7 separate regions of the Mus musculus genome follow, and regions 1, 2, 4, 5, 6 and 7 are each linked to region 3. The links are chromatin contacts, called in public HiCAR-type, HiChIP or PLAC-seq and promoter capture Hi-C maps. All regions are on one chromosome and are shown on one strand. Each heading gives the region's core, a stretch centred on a gene start, on an enhancer-like site or on the middle of the called end of the contact. The rest is flanking DNA. Distances are from core to core; before and after follow the strand shown. Region 1 overlaps Cdkal1 (CDK5 regulatory subunit associated protein 1-like 1). Region 2 overlaps Cdkal1 (CDK5 regulatory subunit associated protein 1-like 1). Region 3 holds the start of Sox4 (SRY (sex determining region Y)-box 4). Region 4 overlaps Cdkal1 (CDK5 regulatory subunit associated protein 1-like 1). Region 5 overlaps Cdkal1 (CDK5 regulatory subunit associated protein 1-like 1). Region 6 overlaps Cdkal1 (CDK5 regulatory subunit associated protein 1-like 1). Region 7 holds the start of Cdkal1 (CDK5 regulatory subunit associated protein 1-like 1).

Region 1 (3,101 bases), core at 382-2,881, 740 kb before region 3:
TTTGCTCACAGCTCCTGGGCTTGGGCTCTTTCAATTAGGCTCCACATTAAAGCCTCAGTCTTCTTGGGAAGATTGAGGTCTTTTATTCCTCAGCCCCTGTCCTCCCCACCCCAGGTTTGACTGTCTGCTGCTGCCCTTTTCTTCCTGCCCTCTCCATTGGAGGGTTTCCTCTGCTCTTCTCTAAGCCAGCTCCAGGTACCTGCATTTCTGCTTCTCTAAGCCAGCTCCAGGTACCTGCATTTCTGCTTCTCTAAGCCAGCTCCAGGTACCTGCATTTCTGCTTCTCTAAGCCAGCTCCAGGTACCTGCATTTCTGCTTCTCTACCAGCTCCAGGTACCTGCATTTCTGCTTCTCTAAGCCAGCTCCAGGTACCTGCATTTCTGCTTCTCTAACTAAGCTAGCTCCAGGTACCTGCATTTCTGCTTCTCTAAGCCAGCTCCAGGTACCTGCATTTCTGCTTCTCTAAGCTAGCTCCAGGTACCTGCATTTCTGCTTCTCTAAGCCAGCTCCAGGTACCTGCATTTCTGCTTCTCTAAGCCAGCTCCAGGTACCTGCATTTCTGCTTCTCTAAGCCAGCTCCAGGTACCTGCATTTCTGCTTCTCTAAGCCAGCTCCAGGTACCTGCATTTCTGCTTCTCTAAGCCAGCTCCAGGTACCTGCATTTCTGCTTCTCTAAGCCAGCTCCAGGTACCTGCATTTCTGCTTCTCTAAGCCAGCTCCAGGTACCTGCATTTCTGCTTCTCTACCAGCTCCAGGTACCTGCATTTCTGCTTCTCTAAGCCAGCTCCAGGTACCTGCATTTCTGCTTCTCTAAGCCAGCTCCAGGTACCTGCATTTCTGCTTCTCTAAGCCAGCTCCAGGTATCTGCATTTCTGCTTCTCTAAGCCAGCTCCAGGTACCTGCATTTCTGCTTCTCTAAGCCAGCTCCAGGTACCTGCATTTCTGCTTCTCTAAGCCAGCTCCAGGTACCTGCATTTCTGCTTCTCTAAGCCAGCTCCAGGTACTTGCATTTCTGCTTCTCTAAGCCAGCTCCAGGTACCTGCATTTCTGCTTCTCTAAGCCAGCTCCAGGTACCTGCATTTCTGCTTCTCTACCAGCTCCAGGTACCTGCATTTCTGCTTCTCTAAGCCAGCTCCAGGTACCTGCATTTCTGCTTCTCTAAGCCAGCTCCAGGTACCTGCATTTCTGCTTCTCTAAGCCAGCTCCAGGTACCTGCATTTCTGCTTCTCTAAGCCAGCTCCAGGTACCTGCATTTCTGCTTCTCTAAGCCAGCTCCAGGTACCTGCATTTCTGCTTCTCTAACTAAGCTAGCTCCAGGTACCTGCATTTCTGCTTCTCTAACTAAGCTAGCTCCAGGTACCTGCATTTCTGCTTCTCTAAGCCAGCTCCAGGTACCTGCATTTCTGCTTCTCTAAGCCAGCTCCAGGTATCTGCATTTCTGCTTCTCTAAGCCAGCTCCAGGTACCTGCATTTCTGCTTCTCTAAGCCAGCTCCAGGTACCTGCATTTCTGCTTCTCTAAGCCAGCTCCACGTACCTGCATTTCTCCTGCATGTGTGTCCACCCTGTCATGGGCCAGCTCCTTTTCAGACTTCCCTGTGTCTGTTTCACCCCTCACACTGCTGCTGTAGTCCACAGAAGGTAGAAGAGTTTCTTGGTTTTTCATTAACATCCCCCTGGGTGGCAGTTAACCGACTGGGGAATGTTTTGTGGAACAGATTTCTGGCTTTCGGCTTTGAGGGTGAAGGGGCTCGGACAGAAACTCAGAACCCGAAGTGAAGCAGGGTTTTTAGTGATTTGTAGTGAGCGGTGACTGAGCTTCTTATCACCACAAGGCTGTTTGCTTCCTTCATCTCAGCTGTTGCTTTTCTCTCAGACTCGGAATGGTGCTTCTGCTGTACTGTTTCCTCCTTCCCCTCCTCCCCGTGTGCGCGTGTGCGTGTGTGTGTGTGTGTGTGTGTGCACGCGTGCCCATAGGTCAGACATTAGTGCTGGGTATGTGCATCACTTTTGCTCTTTACCTCATTGTTTGAGGTAGAGTCTGTCATGGAGCTTGGTGCTCAGCAGTTCAGTTCTACTGCCTGGCTGGCTGGCAAGGGAGGTTAGACACCCTTTGGTCTCTGTTATCTCAACACTGGGGTCATAAGAGTATGGCTGCAGTTTGTACGTAGGGGCTGTGCATCAGACATGGATCCTTACACTCACTCGTCAAACTCTTTACCTAGTGAACCTGCTCCCTGGCTCCTGAATGGTTTATTTTAAGGTCATTGCAATTTTGCCATATATTAGTTATTCCAAAACTGTTAAGTATTGTGTTACAATTTTGTCTCAAACAGCATCATGTTAAAGTTTCTCTATGCGATCTGAACTTTTCTCCTATGGATTTAGTTGTTGTGTTGATGGCACTGTAATGAATACTGAAGCTAGCAGGTATTTGCAATAACTCACAGTCTTGTCTCTTACATCAGTGAATATAGAATTGACCCTTGGAAGTAAGTAAGTAAGCACATTTTTGATGTTAAGTCAATTCATATTATCTAAAATCGCAGTAGGCCTTGTGAGATGTGAGTCGCCATCACTTTGCTGAGCCGGTTGCTGTCTTATCACTTCTCTCACACGGAAGCCGCCCCACGAGTGTCATTCCACACTATCACCTTGTAACATCTTTGCTTGGATTTCAGTTTTTAACCCTTAGTGCCGGTGGAGCAAATTGCTTTTTTAAGAAACTTACTTGAAATTACTTTTAAATGGTTAGCAGTTACAAGTTTTCTTCCTAGAACCTGTGATTGGTGGTTTACAAACTTCTATAAATGGAGTTTCAGGGTATCAGAACCTCCATTCTCCAAGGGCACCTGTACTCATGCCTACACGGATGCACATATGAATCTGTAATTTAAAAGTATATTAGTGGAGTGTATTAGTTACTTTTTGTCAAGGAACAAGTTGAGCATTTCAGATCAAGTTGAGTTTTTTTTTTTAATAAGCTAGGGTGTTATTAACTTGATGATAGTATTTATGTATTGGCTTTACTAAGAGTGTTTTAGTATTTTCATACATAGAGATCTAGAAAAATATTTTATCTAAAATAATTTGCACATTTTTT
Region 2 (2,766 bases), core at 251-2,750, 780 kb before region 3:
AAGTTCATCTCAAAAAGCACTTGGATTTTACCCAGGAAAAATAGCTGTAGTAATTCAGTTGTTAGGGAAACCCAACATGTGTGGGGTATCTGAGTCTATCCCATGAGTTTTAGAGGAGTCAGGAGGTGTTCAAGTGGGAGCCTCTAGGTTTTCCTTGACTTGGCCGCATGTTTTGGTAGCACAACAGGTCTCAAATCTGTTTGGGACCAGCTTTCTGTTTCTACCTGTATTGCTAATCAAACTTTATGGGTTGATAGAAGAACTGGATCGTGGACCCAGTAGTGGCTACAGGTGAAACAGTACTGGCATCACCAAACATTTGAACCTGTCTGTGACTCTGCCAAGGGCAGCGGGTCTTACCCATAGGCCTCATCAATCATTGTATGCTTGATTGTCAGGGATGAGAAAGCTGAGGTGATGCTAGAGTCATGTTCATGATAAAGCATGGGCCAGGCACTTTAGAGTGAAGTAGGCTGAGACCGATGGGCCCTGTTGGAAAGCTCACACATTTCCTGTCAATTCCTTAATTCTGCTGCTTTGTCCAAAGATGCTCAGGCCTTTACTAGCCTTTGATAGAGGTAGATAGACCCTGGCTGTAGTGTTGTTTAGTGGGGACATGGTGAGGGAGAGAGAGAAACAGGGAGAAAATCACTTAGGGTAACTTCTTTTACTTTGCTTCAAGCTTTCCCCTCATTTTTTGATGAATTTGATATACAGCTCTAATTTGGGGGAGGTGTTTGTCCCACCAATCCCCAGTTGATGCCTGTGCTTTAAGAGAGACACAGTGAGCAATTGATGCTTGAAACCATGGTACTGAACACACACACACACACACACACACACACAGTACTCAAGTGTGTATTTCTACTATAAAGGAATCTGTGATGCAGTTTAATAAATTAAACTCAGTGAGATTACCTGGTCCTAATAACAACTGAAATGATATGCAGGTAATGAAAGTCCCTTGCAAACTCCTGGCCCAGCAATCTTTGACTTACTTTCCATTCCTAAACCTTTAGTGAAAATGCCCTTCAGATTTGAAGGACACTGGACACACCTCTCTTCTCCCTACTTCCATCTTAGGTTCGTAACATTTTACTTTTATTTATTCAAACCAAAGCGCTCACTTGGTTTGGCCTCCAGACTTTATGACCTAGGAAATGAAATACCATTGAATATGTGACTGCACTTGACTCCATCTGTGTTCATGTGTATGGTTTCTCTGTCTGTTATGCAAAGTCATAAATAATCCAGGAGCCCTGCATCTGTCCCACCTGCTGCTGTCTTTATGATTCGAAGTGGTGAGTCACATGAGTAATTGTGCTACTTGTATAAAGAACTTGGAAGACAGCTTCACTTGTGTAAGTCCTGGCTGTATGTCATAAACAAGAAAAGTTTGAGCCATCTGTTACTTAAAAAATGACACTGGTGTACCACCTGGTGTTTGACTAGGCCTCGGGATTTGTTCCAGGCACAGCACTGCTTCACTGAACAAATACTGAGGTGAGGGTGGGGTAAGGCTTGGCAGGTACCTCTGGGACTTGGGAGGGGCCCTTTTCACTGAGCTCTGAGCAGACTTATTTTTATCATTGATGTTTCCTCTTGTGGTTTGCCTGTCATTAAAGACAGTTTTGTCTTAATTTTGAAAATTGGATACCAGGGGTTACATTATACAAAACGACCGCATACAAATCGTGAAGATAATGTCATGTGCAGGATGGCTGAATTTGGAGCAGAGGATGGCCACCTGCTAGGACTTTGTTCCTTAGCAGTCTGATGAGTGGCCCTGAGTTGTGGTTGCTTCCTTGGCTATGTGGCTGTTGAGATCTGTTTTGGTTTTGCAAACCATTCATCCTGTAGCACAGAACTCTGGAGTAGTTGGCTACTGGGTATTTGACTTAAGGAAACAAATTCCCTTTAAAGTTCCTGCTCTGCAACTGAAGAGCACTTTTGCCACTGTTAACATAAGCATCTGAGGATAGCTTATTCTTATCTACAGCATTGAAAAGGGATACGTGCAGCATTTGGCAGTACGGTAACCGCTGCCATTGTGCACCTACCTATCTGCTTAGCTACTGTGGTAGCCTGTGAGGTATGTGGCCCCTCAAAGGTTTTGGAACTTGCTAGAAGTAATTAAAAAATGACTAACACTGGTGTTGGGCTGAAGGGTAGAGATGGAGATGGCTCTGTTGGACACCATAGCAAGGCTATGGCTGTTACATATGTGTTACATGTGTGTTCTGCAGTTAAGGATAAGCAAGCACTCCTCACACATGGAAGGATGATCCTAGAGTTGGCATTTCTTATCTGAAGTTTTCTGTTTGTAGAGGGGTGACCCCAGGGCCCTTTGCTTACCAGGAAAGTACTCGACTATGGAGCCCCAGCCCTAGCCCCAGCCCCAGCCCCAGCCCCAGCCCCAGCTCCAGCTCCAACCTAACAAGTGTATTTTTAAAAGAGGAGATACTCAGTAGATATATGGAATTTGAATAACAAACATGCTTTTAAAAATCTTATGGTTTTCTGCCACATCTATGAAAATGTACGTTCTAAAAGAGCTCTGGGTTAAAAATCCAACCCAGTCTCATATAGTCCCATAATGATATTATCCACTGGCCTATGATTTTAATATGTAAAATAGTATAAGGGTAACCTTTAAAATGTCTACTTACAGTTGCCTACTGTCCTGTCTCAAATGATCTAACGTACATTGTCATGGTGCTTCTCTCTCAGGCCTCACTGTTTCCTCCAAACAGCAGTTCCATGGCT
Region 3 (3,088 bases), core at 334-2,833:
AGGCTGGCCTCGAACTCAGAAATCCGCCTGCCTCTGCCTCCCAAGTGCTGGGACTACAGGCGTGCGCCACCACCGCCCAGCTTGTCCTGGAATTCTTAAGCATCAGCGGATGATCTTGAACTCCTGATCTTCCTGAAGGCACCTCCCAAGTACTGAGATAACAAACGGGGACCACCAAAGGGGCTTTCGATTACGTTTCACCACCGGTGACCACCTCCCACCTTAGTCTCTCGAACATCGTGCTGCTCTTACTAGAAGTGGCATTTGCATTAGGGAGAACTCGGAATGTGTGTTAGAATCCAGAGGGCTCAGGACACACATCCGTGGTTTATAATCACACACTCACCGGGCACTAACACAAGCCCTCTATAAAGCTCACAAGGTTCCCAAAGCACAGAAGAGGAGGACAATGAGACCCAGAAAGAAAGATCAGGAGAGGGACTTGAGATAGGTCCAGCAGCCCACTCCCCTGTGCCACCCCTTTCTCTTCTTGGTCTTTTAGGCCCAATTGCTTCAAGTAGCACAGACACACGGGAGACAATGGGTAAGAAAGAGAGGGGGAAGGAGAGCACATAGCGAACCCATCTATCCTTTGGATATTGTGGAAAACAAACATTTAGAAAGTGAAGTCAATCCCATCCTGTATTCACCATGATCGCCCTATACAGAAATCACACAAAGTCTCTTATTGAGGTAATTATGGGCCACTGCCTTAGCGTTCCACAGAAAATCTTGTTTGGCCTACCCAGGATTTATAGGGGAAGTGAAATCATTAAATAACTAGTTAACCTCTGTTTGGCAAAAAGAGTAAGTAATTACTGAAAAGGGGAGAAAGAAAAAAAAAAAAAAAACCCTGCCTTTCACAAACAGCACAGATAGCATCCTGAAGGGATTTACACAATACACCAACGTTTGTTCTGTACCCAGAGTTGTTAAAATAATTGTGATGACAGGTGTCTAGGTACCACTTTCTTAATGGTTTTCAATATCCATTGATTTATTATTGTGGCTCCCCCCACTTACATCTCTAGCTCTAAGAAGGGGCTAAGAAAAGAGATTTTGCACCAAAGGCTGATTCTTTATTCCTGGGCTGAAAAGAACTAATAAAAATAATCACTCGGCTTTTAAGCAGAAAGCTTCCATTTACAGTATTTCACCCTTACCCCCCCTCCAAGCCCCTTGTTATCTAACATAATGGCTAGAATACATTTCCGTCTCTCCCCTTAATAACTTCATGCATTAACATCCTCTTCACACATGCGCGTGCGTGCGCGCGCGCGCGCGCGCACACACACACACACACACACAGAGGCAAACGCGCGCGCACCCAGCAAAAGGCGGAGGTGGGGGGGAAAGAGGCAGCAGAAATCTCAGCTGTACTTCTAGCCCTTTTAAAAAGTTTGCTCTGTAAATTGGAATGAGGTCAGATTTGGAGCTTCTCATTGCACGCGGAGATTATTATTGCATCGGGTTCCAAGCCAATGGGAAGGACGGGGGAGGGGCTTGGCACGAGGAAGCGTTAGTTACAGCGGCTGATTGGCTGTCTGAGAAAGGATAAAGAAGCGCGAGGCGGAATTGGGGTCTGCTCTAAGCTGCAGCCAGAGAAACAGAGTGAGGGGAAGAGGGCCGTCTCCCTCCCGGTTTCCAGTTCTTGCACGCTGTTTCTTAGAGAGTCTGCAGTGGGGGAACTCTGCCGGTAACCAGCTCCCCTTCTTGCAGGAGGGAGGGAGAAACATACATTTATTCATGCCGGTCTGTTGCATGCAAGCTTCTTGGCTTCCTACCTTGCAACAAAATAATTGCACCAACTCCTCAGCGCCGATTCCGCCCACAGAGAGTCCCGGAGCCAGAGTCGCTTTGGCTTTGCACTGCAGGAAAGGGACTTAGGCGCTAGAGACGATGTCGCTTTCCTGAGCTACCGCGAGCTCTCGTGAACTGCAATCGACTGCTTCAGGGAAAGGGGTGGGGGAAAGACTTGCCCCGGAGGCGGCGAGAAACTTGCGTTTGGAAGATACTCCGGCTACCAACGTTTGGAGAAACTCCTCGCCGCGGCCGACTCCAGCCTCGGTGCCCGCAGGGAGCACTTCAGCGGTGAGGGAGGACGGAGGGCCTCGGGGACTCTAGGTTGGCGGCGGGAGGCGGCCGCCCCTGGCCCGCGCGCCGCTCAGGGGACCCTGGTCTCCGCCCCGGGGAGCCCGCAGGGCCCGGCGACCGCGCCGCGAGCGTGTGAGCGCGCGTGGGCGCCCGGCAAGCCGGGGCCATGGTACAACAGACCAACAACGCGGAGAACACTGAGGCTCTGCTGGCCGGGGAGAGCTCGGACTCGGGCGCCGGCCTGGAGCTGGGCATCGCGTCCTCCCCGACGCCTGGCTCCACCGCGTCGACGGGCGGCAAGGCGGACGACCCCAGCTGGTGCAAGACGCCCAGTGGCCACATCAAGCGGCCCATGAACGCCTTTATGGTGTGGTCGCAGATCGAGCGGCGCAAGATCATGGAGCAGTCGCCCGACATGCACAACGCCGAGATCTCCAAGCGGCTAGGCAAACGCTGGAAGCTGCTCAAGGACAGCGACAAGATTCCGTTCATCCAGGAGGCGGAGCGGCTGCGCCTCAAGCACATGGCTGACTACCCTGACTACAAGTACCGGCCGCGAAAGAAGGTGAAGTCGGGCAACGCGGGCGCGGGATCGGCGGCCACAGCCAAGCCAGGGGAGAAGGGCGACAAGGTCGCGGGCAGCAGCGGCCACGCGGGAAGCAGCCACGCGGGGGGTGGCGCGGGCGGCAGCTCCAAGCCCGCGCCCAAGAAGAGCTGTGGCCCCAAGGTGGCGGGCAGCTCGGTCGGCAAGCCCCACGCTAAGCTGGTCCCGGCGGGCGGCAGCAAGGCGGCTGCATCGTTCTCTCCAGAGCAAGCTGCCCTGCTGCCCCTGGGGGAGCCCACGGCCGTCTACAAGGTGCGGACTCCCAGTGCGGCCACTCCGGCCGCCTCCTCCTCGCCGTCCAGTGCGCTGGCCACCCCAGCCAAACACCCTGCCGACAAGAAAGTGAAGCGCGTCTACCTGTTTGGAAGCCTGGGCGCTTCGGCGTCTCCC
Region 4 (2,709 bases), core at 202-2,701, 850 kb before region 3:
TGGTGCTTGGTTTAGATAAGGATGATACAAACAGAAATCTGGGAGGACCACATACGAATAGGCTTAAAACTTAAGTCTAAGATATGGTTATTGCATTGTACATTGTAATGGAGGAAAGAAATCTTGATAGCACTTAACTCAGACTTGTTTTACAGCTCAGCAAATGGAGGCTCAAATACATGGGAGGCTTGTGCCAAGCCAGTGAATGAGTTCCTGGCAGCCTGAAAGCCAAGTCCCATTTATTTAACCAGTGCCTCTCACCATATTATTCTTTGCCATGTTTATTACTTATACATAATTGTTATTGGGTTGCCAGATGGTTAACCATGATTAAAAAAGCAGTAGGAATACCTAATGGAAAAGTTGATTTCATAATGCTGCTGACAGGCATTAGTGATAGTAGCTAATGTAAGGCTGAGGACTTGCCTCATAAGAAGCACTGGGCAGGGTTTTTCATGTACCTGCATGTGCTCTTCCACAGTGATCTGTGAGTTAGATAGCATTACGATGCTATCTTATAGATACAAATGGGAGTCTTAAAAGGGGCTGAAGTAATTTGCTAAAATACTTCCGTGTCTAGTGTGGGAGCGTGTTTGAGCTCCTACCATGTCTCCTACTGCCTGCTTGGATCCATCAGCATAGAAGGGGACATGGAACCAATCTAAAGCCCCTTTTAGCCACTAATCAGTGACTACTAGACTTTAGCTTGAAAAAAAATTTTTTTAATTAATGATTTTTAAAATTTCTTTTAGTTTTTACAGTCCAGTTGTTATCTCCGTTCCTATCTGCCCTCTGACAGTTCCTCATCTCATTTCTGACCCATTTGGCTATGCATAGTAGCAGTCTGTTATCAGAGGGAAAAAGTCTCTAGGAGACCAAGCTTGACCAGGGCTGGACATCACTTCTAAGGAGTGCGTCAGACCCTTTGGTGCCAGCTGCTGCCCTACTTCGTTCTGCTCATGGCAATGGCTTCCTGAGTTGCTGCCATGACAGTTGACTAAAAAACAGAGAAGCTTGAGTTGGTTTACAAATGAGTGAAGGATTTTCTCATATATTCAGAATTGGACACCACAGCATCAAAGTTCCTCACAAGACTGACCATGAAGGACAGTGGGAAAAAATACCCCCAGTTGGCAGAACTTGTAGCAGTATGAGTGGCCACCTATTATTTACAGAGTGAGAGAAGATTGGACAGATCAAAATCTACAGTGGCGAGTGGACATTTATTAATGCTTTTTCTGTATGATCTGAAGATGGGTGAGAAGTGAAGGACAGGCAAGTGGAAGGAGAAGGACTGCAGTTCGCTGTGTCCATGGCTGTCCTCTTCCTCTCCATCTTAGGGCTTAAGCAACAGGCCCACGAATAAATGGCTGTGTTGGCAGTGGGAAAACCTATTCATGGGTTCAACAATAAGGACTATTGTTAGTGTTGTAATAAGGCCGACCTGGCTGATGTTATTGCTGAATGCCTACTCTGCCAACTGTAGAGTCCCATCATTGAGTCCCTGGTGTGACACCATTCTCTGAGGGAAGCAGCCAGCCATCTGTTGGTGGTTAAATTATATTGGACCTTTTCCATCACGGGGAAGGAAAAGATACATCATTACTGGAATAGTCATCTATGCTGCTTATGGCTTTTCCTCCTCTACCTAGAATATTCTGTCAGCACCCTTATTTGTGGATTCAGAAATCTCTATCCACTCTTAGGGCACTTTGCATTTTATTCCTTCTGGCTGTAGCACAGTGCTAGTTGAGAGGAAGTACCATAAAAGGATGTTCTTGCTTCTTCCCAGGGTGTAGTGTGCACTGTGAATCAAAGACCATTGCATGTGTTATCTCTAGTAATCATACTCATGGCCTTGGAAATCAGGGGGTAAAAGTTGGGAGTTCCTTGCTATTTTAACTAGTGATTCACATTATGGTTTGTATGTGCTCTTCCCTCATGGCTCTTGTACTGAAGGCTTGATTCCCTACCCTGTGGCATTAATTTGGGAGTTTCTGGAAAGTAGGAGGTGGAGCCTACCTGAGGAAGTAGGTCACTGGGGACATATCTTCAGGGCTGTATCTTATCCACCCTGTTCTCTGCCTCTATATTTTTCTGTTTCCTGGCCAGTGTGAGAGTGCACAGCCTCCTCATTGCAGGCACGGAACCATGGGGCCAAGTGACTGTGGACTGAAAGCTCTGAGGCTGAGTCCAAATAACCTTTCCTCTCCTTAACTCATTTATGTCTGATACTTTTCACACTGATGAGAGTCTGAGTATCAAACCTGTTTGGTACAACTTCCACTTTCTGCCATGTCAGCACAGGCCTCTGCTGTCTGGGAGGTCATGGTCCTGAGAGGGAGACTGTCTCCATGGAGAGAACGGTGGTTCCATGGGATCGGGAGACAGGGCTGCTCCTTGGCTGGTTGGGTTCTCCCCTCAGCAAATGATCAATGAACTGCAACAACAACAGAAGCCTTACAAGACTGAATGATGCTGATTGCTGAGCAAGGGAGAATTGAGTTTCTGTCCTACAGTGGTGCCAGGGAGAGGATATCTAGGCATGGCATCCTCTGGGCACTTCTTACCCCTTCCATCCTTAGTCTTAAAGGTTAACAGAAGAATTGACCAGTCAAGAAAGGAGCAGCTCTCTCCTTTCAAGAGAGGGCTCTCTCTGCCAGCCGAAGGACCCCAGCAGCTCAGTTTCAGCTCTCCCCTCTTAATGTC
Region 5 (3,034 bases), core at 427-2,926, 760 kb before region 3:
CCTGTGTCTGTCACTGTGTCTACCTTATCACAGAGGAAATATGGTTGTACACTTAAGTGATTTTATTTTTCCACAAAGCCCCTAACTCCAGTTTAAATTTTCACCTGAGGACAAGCTTTTCATCACTTTAACCGCTGTGTGTTTCTCCAGCCTTCTCCACTCGTGCATACATAAGTGTTCCTGGTAAACGGACACTGATTATTTTGGCCAAACATTTTTCCTTCTGTCGTTTTGTTCTTATACATAACTGCTGGGCAGTCAGATCTGAGAAGGTCAGAGGCTCTCTGTCTGCCTTAGCTCCCAAAACGACCCAGTGCAAAGCTTCTTGAACTGTGGGTTGTGACCCCATAGTCAAGAAAATGAATGGAATGGGGATGGCCATGAAACATGTGACAAGTGAAATATTTCTGGATGCCTGGCAACTAAAAATAAATTCACATCACCATGTAGCCAGTCTGCCATGTTTCTGGCAGTGCTTACCAGTGTTGTATCATGTGACTTCACTGTAGTCTTGGTTTGGAACATATCTGCACTTTATACTGAGCATGCTGTCAGGTTGCACAGCCCCAGTAAACACCTCTGCCTGAACCACCTAGCACAGATGCCAGACTACACATGCCTGCTGTGAGCCACAGTGCTTTCGGACTACACATGTTGTGAACTGCTGAGCGTTTCGGGTACACATAAAACTTTCTTCTTCCCAAGAAATATAATGGTTAAATTACAGAAAAATAAAGACATTTGTGATTTTCCTATGATCATTCTTTAATCTATCAAATCAGTATACATCTTTGAATTGTGTTTTTAAAGGCAAACCCTTCTAGCTCATTGGTATGCAAATTTTCTTTAATTTTAAATAAATGGTGAAATTATATGCTGATAAAATATTTTAAAGTAAATTTCTTATGATTGTTATCGGTAAATGTTTGATTTATATATCTATTTTATAATGTATAATGTATATCTTTATCCTCAGATTTATATAAAATTTTTTTTAGGCAATAAAAGGAGTCACAGTGGAAAATGTTTAAGAAGTTTCCCTGAGAGTGTAGTTGTGTTCAGTTAGTATTTCCTTACTACATGGTACAGTTTTTCTTTCCCACCAACTTACTGAAGATCTGCTCAGGAAGCTCAGCCTTGATCTTGAAAATAAATCTGTTTTATATAAGGGTAGGTGAGGCAGCTCAGTGGATAAAGATGCCTGCTGCCGAGCCTGGTGTCCTGAGTTTGATTCCCCAGAATGTTTATAATTAAAAGTGGTAACTCGTGTTCAATACTAGCATGCAACCCGAAGCGAAAGAATTACTTAAATGTAGGCTTTATGATTCTACCCACTGGCTTGTCTCGCAGGCTGTTTAGGAAAAATACCCTCGATGTGTGCAGTGGAGTGAGTCCTTCTGCCTGGTCTCTTGGGTACATGGGCATGTGGCCTTCTTTTCTAGCCCAACTGGGAAGCTGTCTTTGAGGTATTCATTGGCTTCTAACAGCTGATCTGCACAGTGATCTGCTGGCTTACGATTCCTAAAACCTTCCTGTTGCACATGGCTTAAGTTAAACATTCAGTGTTTCAGCTGAGTGTGTAGTGACCACAGGTGGTTGGTAACTGACACAGTGCCTGGCACGACTGTGAGTATCTCTGCCCCTGGGGAAAGCTCAACTCTCAACAGTTTGGAGATGTGGGAACAGCACCTTTCATTTGCTTTAGGTACCAGCATGTTGGCTTGTTTCCTCCTTCATGTTCAGCTGTGACCCTGAAGTCTTTTCTGAGAGCAGAGTAAAATATTTGCATGGGCCCTTTGAAAGTCTCTCAGCATTGTGACTCAGTACTGTTATTTCTGAATTGTTTGGTCACCAAGTCCTTGCTTCCTGATTGAGAACATATGGAGCCAGTAAGGGAACATGCTGCATGTTTTGTTTTGGTTTTCCCCTGTATATTTATAGTCAATTGCCTGAAGGGCACAAGATACTGTTTTACGTACTTTATTTGAATGATATGCTGTTGAATAAGCTTTTGTGTATCCAGGGCTGCAATTTATGGTGCTAACTGAGAATGGCTTTCCTTTTTCTCCAGTGGAAATTCAGTCTATTGTGCCCTCTTCAAGGGGGGTTTGGGTCTGTCTTTGCTCTGTCCCCTCCTCCCACCTGCACTCAATTTGGCCTTCTTCCTCTTCAGCCTGTGGTTGTGGTCCCTCTTTCTCTCTGCCTTTTTTCCTTCATATTTTCTCCACTGTCCTTATCAATGCAAATGGACACAATAGCTTCCCAAATTACATAATAAACTTCTTTTCTGCTTCTTTGTAATTAAGTAAAAATAATGGTTTCTTATTCTGTTTTTATACACACTTCTTCCTGGTCTTTTGTCCTTTATGGCTGCAAAGCTCCCAGCTGTCCACAGTTGCATAGAGTTGTGAGGTCCTCAGGGTCCCTCAGTCTGCATGCTTTCCTCAGTTGTTTTCTTTAGTGATCTTCATAGTACTACATTCGGCTAATTTCATCTTTTGTTGTTGTTTTTAGATGTAATGGCTTTCTTGAGATACAATTCATACTTCACACAGTGCATCCAACTGCATGCAGTGTGTAGTCCTGTAGTTGGTAGTTTGGGTAGAGTCTATGACCATCACCACACAGTGTCGGAACACGCCTTACTCGTGGAAGAAGCCTGGGCTCCCTAGTGCACCTGGCTGTTTCCCCCTTGGCCATCCCTGGACAGCCACTACCTTGCTGCCCCTTGGACCTCTGATGGGGTTGTACACTGTGAGGGCCACCCTGACTTCCCACTCTGTGTAGTCATATGTAGCATGTCTCATTGCTCCTATCTCTTTTATGGTGTATGTTTCATTATCAGTTGGTGGGTATTTCAGCCTTTGGCCATTTTAAATGTTGCTTTGAACACCATGCACAGGCTTTTTGTGTGTATAGGTTTCATTTCTGTTGTAGAGATTTAGAACTGCTGGGTTATATGATAACTGTGATTAATTGAGAAAATGTCAGACTGTATTGCAGGCATCAGCATCACCACCACCACCACCACCAC
Region 6 (2,878 bases), core at 26-2,525, 820 kb before region 3:
GAGGGATGTTATGACAACATTATGAGTCCTTGTGCCTTGGAGTCCCCTGGCCATGCTGGTAGCTCTGGGCTGTGAATGTCAGGACCTTTTTCTCTACCCAACTAAACCAGCTAGGGTACTTTCTGGATTGTACTTCTGGGTCATTTTGAGTCACAGGGAAGGACCGATGGTCTTTTGCCTGAGTCTGAGACACCATGATTATTTCTCACTGTGTGCATGTTTGTTTAATTTGCCTCAGTTCAGTTTTCATGCTCCTGCTGACACTGTCTCTCAGCTCACTGTCAGTGTCCCAGTCAAAGCTATTGTCACTCCCGTGTTGTCTGCTATTAACACCACAGCACTGGCTTACATTTGAACATCAACTTGTTTATAGTTTCTGTGAGTGAGAAAAAGCCACCAGATCTCTGCCAACAGAAGACAGGAAGGAATTGTTTGGGAAAGTTAACCTGGTACCTTAGGGTCTAGAGTGAGGGGTGACACAGCTCTGTGAGGAAAGAGAGACTGTCAGTGAGGTGCCTCAGCTCTGTAGCACACGTGCTGCTAACCTGAGCTGATGAAGTCCCACTTTTCTGGTGAGTTGTTCACGGTTAGCTCTGGTTATCATCCCCCATGTGTGGACTTGTTTTGTTTGCATTTATTTATGTGTCTCAGTTCTGTTTAGTCTGCTCTCTGCTGTTCTGGGGGCTTTGCTACCTGCCCAGCCCTTGGAGCTACTTTGGAATTGAGGGTACTACTGGCAGAATGGACTTTCTAGGGACATCAAATGAAACTTACTTTTTTTTTTTTCTTTTGAAAACGAGGACTGAGAGTGATGGGCATATAGGCCATGTGTTCCGTTGCTTGTCCTGTAAGCACAGAACAGACATGGATGGAATGATGGAAGGCAATTGCCTCGTGTGTGTTCCAGTGAGAAATTTGGTGACAAGAAAGTAGAAAATATACTTGAATTCATGGTTGACTTTTTTAAGGTATAGAAACAAAAAGGAACTTCCAGTTAGATCAGTTATTGCATTTGCAAAGAAGGAACAGAAAAGCACTTGAGAGGGAGCAAATCACTTTAAAAATGCAAAGCTGAATTGTGTAGTTATCTGAAACCTTTTTTGGAGAATAGTATTTTGCATATTTCATGATTACTGCCGCATCAACTGTTGCTTTGTTTTTGCCGGTTTCTGCAAGAGGAGGAGTGAAAGAGGTCAGTGTATTAAGAGCGGCAGCAGCTGGCTGACAGCACTGAATACTTACATAATTAAATATATGTGTTGGCCGCTGGCCTAACAGCTCTGTAGGCGGAGGCTCCGGAAGGCATGCAGAAACTTGCTTTAGCAGGATTGGAGAGGAACTCACCGTGATCTAAGCCCGATCTTTGAGCGAGAGTGATTTCCTGTTGTTTTGGTTTGAATGACATTCTCCTAAATCTTGTGTGTTTATAAACAGCCCAGAAAAGACTTTCTCCCTATTTTATTCTGCAAGTATGACAAACCTGATATTTCTTAATTTTTCCATAGAGTTGTTAATAGCTGATAATAGATAGAAAAAGAAAACAAACAAACAAACAAACCACATTTCCACTTAGCACATGCTATCCAAATATGGAATATTTATACTTTTGGGTATTCTTTGGAGCACACTAATGAAGTTAGTTGCCTAGATAGTACACTGACTTTTTTGAGGTTTGGGAAAATTGGTTAGAGTGGCAGTGGAGGAAAAATACAATCTTCAGGCAATATGTAGCCCAGCTTTTGGCTGGTGAATACTTTAGGATTTTGAGGTAATAGCCATGATATGAATCCTCCTCAGAGTTCATTTTCCTTTGTAACTTCATGATGAGTAGTAGAAAGAAGGGGTAGGCACAGTCCAGTGCTGGTTGGGTGTCCTCCCCTTATGGTAACTCTGTTATAAGATTCTTCTTGCCTGTGTCCCCTCAGCCCTCAGTGTCAGTGGCTCATACAGTGGAGGAAGGTGATCCTTGAACAAATGAATGGACTGACTTGTATATTTGCTTCTCTGGACATTTATTTTCCTGATCCCCTCTGCCCTCTGCCTCCATCATACAAATGTCTTCCTCTGTGGATTTTCTAAGAACCTTTTCTGTATCTCTTTCTTATTAGATTGTATTACTTTGCACTTAACTTCAGAAAATGTCATATAAAACCTAATAAATAGAGGCTTAAATAAGGTAGGGGGATTTAGTTTCCTGATATAGTGCCAACTCCACAGTTACCAAGTTGTTAGTTGGGTTTACCGGTTGTGGGATCTGAGAGGCTGAGGTGTTTGTATTATCAGTGGCTCTTTCCTTATGGTGTCAAACAGTTATGCTTCCCAGCTACAACACCTGTTTGCCCAAAAGTAGGAAGTAAAAGAGGACTATGCCAGGTGAAAGTACCTCTTTTTCAAAGGTGCTTTCTAGAAAGTTCTACTCAATACCAGTATTTGTCTCTCTTGTCTGGACCCTCAATGAGAGAACCACCTGCATGTGAAAGAGGCCAGGAGACGCAGTGTGATTTTCTTTCTTTTGGATGCAGTCCATTGTTGCTCTCAACAGATTTACAGCTCTGTAAGAAAGGAACAGAGTCTGTTTATTGGGGGCTGACTTGATGTCTCTCCTACAAGGTGTAAATGCTGCTGCAGTAAGGTGCACATTTCATTTCTCTCTCTCTTATTTACCAGGCCCAGAATGTTAGAGTTGGTTTTAAAAGTGTTTGCAAGCAGACCTTTTTGCCCTTACCTATAGTCAGACTAAGAAATACCATAGTTGATTGGCATTTGAGGAAGTTCCCTCATTCTGTTTATCCTTTGTGGTCTCTGGTGAAGTAATAGTAAAATGCACAGGAGAAGTTCATGGCTCTGATGTTGTACAATGCATTGAAACAAAATTGGG
Region 7 (3,029 bases), core at 150-2,649, 900 kb before region 3:
TCCAACATCGATTCTTATGTGCACCCCTTGTTTTGAAATTAGAGCTGGGTTTTGGTCACAGGCTGTGGAAAGTCAATGTAAATCACAGCACATTTAATGCCCAATCCCTACAGTTCACATCTACGTTTGTCCCATTCGCCTAAGAAATAGACTTATCTGTCTTAAGACTGTCGCTATTATGTCCATGCAATCTCTGCACAAACAATTCATATGCACTTTTTAAAGAGCGAATTAAACTCACACACATTGTGTCTCATGAAAAGTTATTGATTGGTTTAAATTCAATAGTACAACCGATAATTGCTAAAGTTATAAACTAAATCTGTTTTTAATTTTTTGTAATTTCTGGATTTATTATTCCTTTGTCCATTGGTTTTATTATTGCTAACATTTTCCCATTCAGTTTTCACTATGGAGACAAAAGCAAGAAAACAAACAACAACAACAAACCTAGGGTCAGGAGATGCAGCTTAGTGGTACAGTGCTTGCTTAGCATGCAGAAGTCCCTGGGTCCCAATACACAGACTGCTAAACCACTCATCCTTCAACAAAAATCTTCATCCCTTTGAAAACATAAAGATTTTGTTCCATATTTTTCACATCATTCCTTTCTTTTTGCTTTTTAAATATAAAGTTATGCATTACTGACAAAGAAAGTATAAAGGTTTCTTCTTATGTATTCTTATGGAATTATTAAATGAAACCTGACTACCTCGGCTGAATTGTCTCTGCAGAAGCAGAAATATAAGCCTACTGCAGTGGGCCACAACCGTAATCCCAGCAGTAGGAGGTAGATGTGGGCACGAGTTTGGTGTTAATTGACTTCTGTTATTCGATAGAACAACTATTATTTTAGTTATTCTTCTCTATAGAAGAGAAGGAAATTAGTTGGGCATGGTGGAGCATGCTTTTAATCCTAGAGATCTGGAGGTAAAGGCAGGTCGATCTGTGAGTTCGAGGCCAGTTCATTCCATATAATGAGTGACTGTGCAATTAAGGTTTTATAGAGAGATGCTGTCTCAAAAGAGATAGAGATGATAGATAGATAGATAGATAGATAGATAGATAGATAGAGGAGGGAACTGATAAAATGTAATGAATGTAATGAAAATGATTTACTCCGGAGGTAATTATTCTGGTAAGTATTTAAAGTCTCCAGTCCCTTTTTGTGAATAATGAGTAGTAATAATAAATGGCAAGATGTTTATGTTAATCTCTTAACTGTGCAGGACAAGTTATAAGGTTATAACTTAGCAGAAGTTAGTTGATAAGCTAACATAATGAGGTAGGAGTGTATTTTCACCTTTGTTTGTAGAAGAATGTGGTAATAATTATAGATAAAAACAAACGCAAACTTGAAACAACGATCTGTTTTGACCTCTCCGGTCTACCGTCGCGGAGCATGCGCAAATCAGCCCGGCGGGACACAAGTGTCATGGCGCTCTCCATCTGAAGTCTGTGCAGTTTCCTGGCAGGGGCTTGTGGTTTTTTTCCTCTCAGTTCGGACAGGTGAAGTTCTGGATCTGTGTATACTGGGGCAAATGGATCAGTGCTCAGCGACCGTGGGCCGAGCTGCATTTTGGGCGGAGCTTCGTTTCCGCAGGTTTTCTCCTTTGGGCCGATCGCCCGCTTGTTCTCGCAGTTTGGAAAAGACTTGGCGGCTGGCGTGGAGAGTCGGACTCTGGAGCGCTGCCTGGAGAGAGGCCGGCGTGGCGGCAGACACTGCTGGCTGGCGACGTCAGGGACTTCCATTCTGCTCTAGCCTCATTTCCCCTCTCGCTTTACCCGTGAATGTACTTGTGCTACGCGATCAGGGCTTCAGGAGATGAGTGTTTTGCACTGAAGTTGGGCATAGGGGCAGAGGTCGCTTGTGTTTTTGCGCCCCCTTCCCCTCTTTTCTTTGCTCCCTTGCTTAGAAAACTTTCCTGTGTCATAAGGGATCACTTGTTTCTTACTTGGTGATTTTCATTGTGCTCAGGTGTTACAGTGCAGGGTAGCAGTTTAAAAAGTGGCTAGATGCATCCTTTTTTTTTTTTTTTTTTTTTTTTTAAGGAAGTTGTAAAGAGGTCATACACTGGTTTTATGAACTTATAGGGTACTCGCATTTTCTAATTAATTTTAATTTTTCAGATTCATCTTTCAAGAGGACTTGAGACCAATTTCAGAAAATCAAGGTATTGGTTTATTTTAGTTTCTAATATTTGAGTAATTAGTTCTGCATTAGAATATGAAGAAAGATGTCTTAAGTTTTTAGTAATTAGCCAGTATCATTTTGTGAAAACTAGATTTCCCTATAACTTCATCGGAGAGACATTTTTGTATCTCTTCCTTAGTTTTTCATTTTCATTAAGAAGCGAGACATGCTCTCTTTCCCATTTGTGGCACATCTGTTTTCTTGTTTGGCTGTTGCTTAGTCCCTGTTATATCCTACTTCTCTACCTGGCTGTTAAATATGACTTTCTTTCTTTTTTTAAAATATGTATTTATAATTTTATGTGCACTGGGATTTTGCCTGCATGTATGTCTTTGTGAGGTTATCAGATCCTGGAATTACAGACAGGTAAGAGCTGCCATGTGGTTGCTGGGAATTGAACCCTGGTCCTCTGGAAGAGCAATCAGTGCTCTTAACTCTGAGCCATTTCTGCAGCCCAAATATGGCATTCCTGAAGGCTTGTTTCTGTACCTCTTCTAGCTGGGTTGTCTTGTTTCTCTCTCCCTCTCTCTCTCTCTTTTTTTTAAAATTTATTTTTATTTTTTAAATTTGTTGAGATGTTGTCTTAATGTTTATCCCTTGTTAGCCTGGAACTCACTATATAGACCAAACTTGCAAGTGCTGGGATTGAGTGTGTGCACCACCATGCCAGGCCAGATTCTTGTTTCCTTTCTGTGCGATGTGATTCACTGCTGTTAAACATGGCTACTTGTCTTTGTAATTCTCATTGTCTTCGGGAGTGTGAAACGGTATATCTTTGTGGGTTTGAATGGCCTTTCCCTCATGGCTGACTTTACTGACAGCTCTCTGTGCTTAT

Evidence for each region. Promoter capture Hi-C pulls out the DNA fragments that hold promoters and counts their contacts. HiCAR-type assays count read pairs that join an accessible place to other places. HiChIP or PLAC-seq counts read pairs in DNA pulled down with a chosen protein or histone mark. Capture Hi-C pulls out chosen DNA fragments and counts their contacts.
Region 1: a contact with region 3 is called in a HiCAR-type map of kidney, with 7 times the contacts expected there. The contact joins the enhancer-like site here to the promoter of Sox4 in region 3. A contact is called at or near these places in 4 of 39 promoter capture datasets (the 3T3-L1 cell line, the HPC-7 cell line, hippocampal neurons and 1 more), 1 of 15 datasets of contacts at CTCF or cohesin (pro-B cells), 6 of 484 Hi-C or Micro-C datasets (cerebral cortex, cortical neurons, forebrain and 2 more), 20 of 115 datasets of contacts at active chromatin or transcription factors (the 230-238 cell line, the NIH/3T3 cell line, the SCID.adh cell line and 16 more) and 2 of 9 other capture datasets (adipose tissue and macrophages).
Region 2: a contact with region 3 is called in an H3K4me3 HiChIP or PLAC-seq map of pro-B cells, with 7 times the contacts expected there. The contact joins the enhancer-like site here to the promoter of Sox4 in region 3. A contact is called at or near these places in 11 of 39 promoter capture datasets (the C10 cell line, the HPC-7 cell line, HPC-7-derived erythroid cells and 7 more), 2 of 15 datasets of contacts at CTCF or cohesin (large pre-B cells and pro-B cells), 13 of 484 Hi-C or Micro-C datasets (the HPC-7 cell line, Sertoli cells, Th1 cells and 9 more), 25 of 115 datasets of contacts at active chromatin or transcription factors (the 230-238 cell line, the SCID.adh cell line, T-cell acute lymphoblastic leukemia and 19 more) and 1 of 9 other capture datasets (adipose tissue).
Region 4: an H3K4me3 HiChIP or PLAC-seq map of neural progenitor cells shows a contact between it and region 3, with 16 read pairs. The contact joins the enhancer-like site here to the promoter of Sox4 in region 3. A contact is called at or near these places in 17 of 39 promoter capture datasets (the 3T3-L1 cell line, 3T3-L1-derived adipocytes, the HPC-7 cell line and 11 more), 1 of 484 Hi-C or Micro-C datasets (bone marrow-derived macrophages), 21 of 115 datasets of contacts at active chromatin or transcription factors (the 230-238 cell line, the SCID.adh cell line, T-cell acute lymphoblastic leukemia and 17 more) and 2 of 9 other capture datasets (embryonic stem cells and macrophages).
Region 5: a contact with region 3 is called in a promoter capture Hi-C map of pre-B cells. The contact joins the enhancer-like site here to the promoter of Sox4 in region 3. A contact is called at or near these places in 17 of 39 promoter capture datasets (the 3T3-L1 cell line, 3T3-L1-derived adipocytes, the C10 cell line and 10 more), 1 of 15 datasets of contacts at CTCF or cohesin (large pre-B cells), 18 of 115 datasets of contacts at active chromatin or transcription factors (the 230-238 cell line, T-cell acute lymphoblastic leukemia, craniofacial prominence and 13 more) and 1 of 9 other capture datasets (liver).
Region 6: an H3K4me3 HiChIP or PLAC-seq map of bone marrow-derived macrophages shows a contact between it and region 3, with 8 times the contacts expected there. The contact joins the enhancer-like site here to the promoter of Sox4 in region 3. A contact is called at or near these places in 10 of 39 promoter capture datasets (3T3-L1-derived adipocytes, the HPC-7 cell line, HPC-7-derived erythroid cells and 7 more), 7 of 484 Hi-C or Micro-C datasets (LSK cells, the N1E-115 cell line, cardiomyocytes and 3 more), 25 of 115 datasets of contacts at active chromatin or transcription factors (the 230-238 cell line, DN3 thymocytes, the HPC-7 cell line and 20 more) and 4 of 9 other capture datasets (adipose tissue, embryonic stem cells, liver and 1 more).
Region 7: a promoter capture Hi-C map of adipose tissue shows a contact between it and region 3. The contact joins the promoter of Cdkal1 here to the promoter of Sox4 in region 3. A contact is called at or near these places in 15 of 39 promoter capture datasets (the C10 cell line, the HPC-7 cell line, the SN4741 cell line and 11 more), 1 of 15 datasets of contacts at CTCF or cohesin (the NIH/3T3 cell line), 33 of 484 Hi-C or Micro-C datasets (B cells, the C3H10T1/2 cell line, CD8 T cells and 22 more), 30 of 115 datasets of contacts at active chromatin or transcription factors (the 230-238 cell line, the SCID.adh cell line, VIP interneurons and 21 more) and 4 of 9 other capture datasets (adipose tissue, liver, macrophages and 1 more).

What each region holds. Positions count from the first base shown.
Region 1 is chr13:29,687,586-29,690,686 of GRCm38.p6, reverse strand. The region is part of intron 8 of Cdkal1 (CDK5 regulatory subunit associated protein 1-like 1); the gene reads left to right. Among named protein-coding and RNA genes, the nearest start is that of Cdkal1, 170 kb to the left of the region's middle. Within about 2 kb of position 1,631, at least 4 of the 459 cell types and tissues checked have an H3K27ac peak or open chromatin away from gene starts, as enhancers often do. A contact at or near this core is called in kidney, where this site is marked.
Region 2 is chr13:29,736,880-29,739,645 of GRCm38.p6, reverse strand. All of the region lies in intron 5 of Cdkal1 (CDK5 regulatory subunit associated protein 1-like 1), which reads left to right. Among named protein-coding and RNA genes, the nearest start is that of Cdkal1, 120 kb to the left of the region's middle. Within about 2 kb of position 1,500, at least 46 of the 459 cell types and tissues checked have an H3K27ac peak or open chromatin away from gene starts, as enhancers often do. A contact at or near this core is called in the 230-238 cell line, the HPC-7 cell line, embryonic stem cells and 3 more, where this site is marked.
Region 3 is chr13:28,952,194-28,955,281 of GRCm38.p6, reverse strand. Sox4 (SRY (sex determining region Y)-box 4) reads left to right here and starts at 1,583. Exons shown (of 1, transcript NM_009238.3): 1 at 1,583-3,088. The coding sequence starts at 2,261. The region is part of intron 1 of Gm46405 (a long non-coding RNA gene); the gene reads left to right.
Region 4 is chr13:29,805,858-29,808,566 of GRCm38.p6, reverse strand. The region is part of intron 4 of Cdkal1 (CDK5 regulatory subunit associated protein 1-like 1); the gene reads left to right. Among named protein-coding and RNA genes, the nearest start is that of Cdkal1, 48 kb to the left of the region's middle. Within about 2 kb of position 1,451, at least 11 of the 459 cell types and tissues checked have an H3K27ac peak or open chromatin away from gene starts, as enhancers often do. A contact at or near this core is called in neural progenitor cells, where this site is marked.
Region 5 is chr13:29,714,198-29,717,231 of GRCm38.p6, reverse strand. The region is part of intron 6 of Cdkal1 (CDK5 regulatory subunit associated protein 1-like 1); the gene reads left to right. Among named protein-coding and RNA genes, the nearest start is that of Cdkal1, 140 kb to the left of the region's middle. Within about 2 kb of position 1,676, at least 30 of the 459 cell types and tissues checked have an H3K27ac peak or open chromatin away from gene starts, as enhancers often do. A contact at or near this core is called in the 230-238 cell line, heart atrium, pre-B cells and 1 more, where this site is marked.
Region 6 is chr13:29,768,213-29,771,090 of GRCm38.p6, reverse strand. All of the region lies in intron 5 of Cdkal1 (CDK5 regulatory subunit associated protein 1-like 1), which reads left to right. Among named protein-coding and RNA genes, the nearest start is that of Cdkal1, 86 kb to the left of the region's middle. Within about 2 kb of position 1,275, at least 115 of the 459 cell types and tissues checked have an H3K27ac peak or open chromatin away from gene starts, as enhancers often do. A contact at or near this core is called in the HPC-7 cell line, the N1E-115 cell line, adipose tissue and 14 more, where this site is marked.
Region 7 is chr13:29,854,043-29,857,071 of GRCm38.p6, reverse strand. It overlaps Cdkal1 (CDK5 regulatory subunit associated protein 1-like 1), which reads left to right and starts at 1,399. Exons shown (of 16, transcript NM_144536.3): 1 at 1,399-1,509; 2 at 2,131-2,174.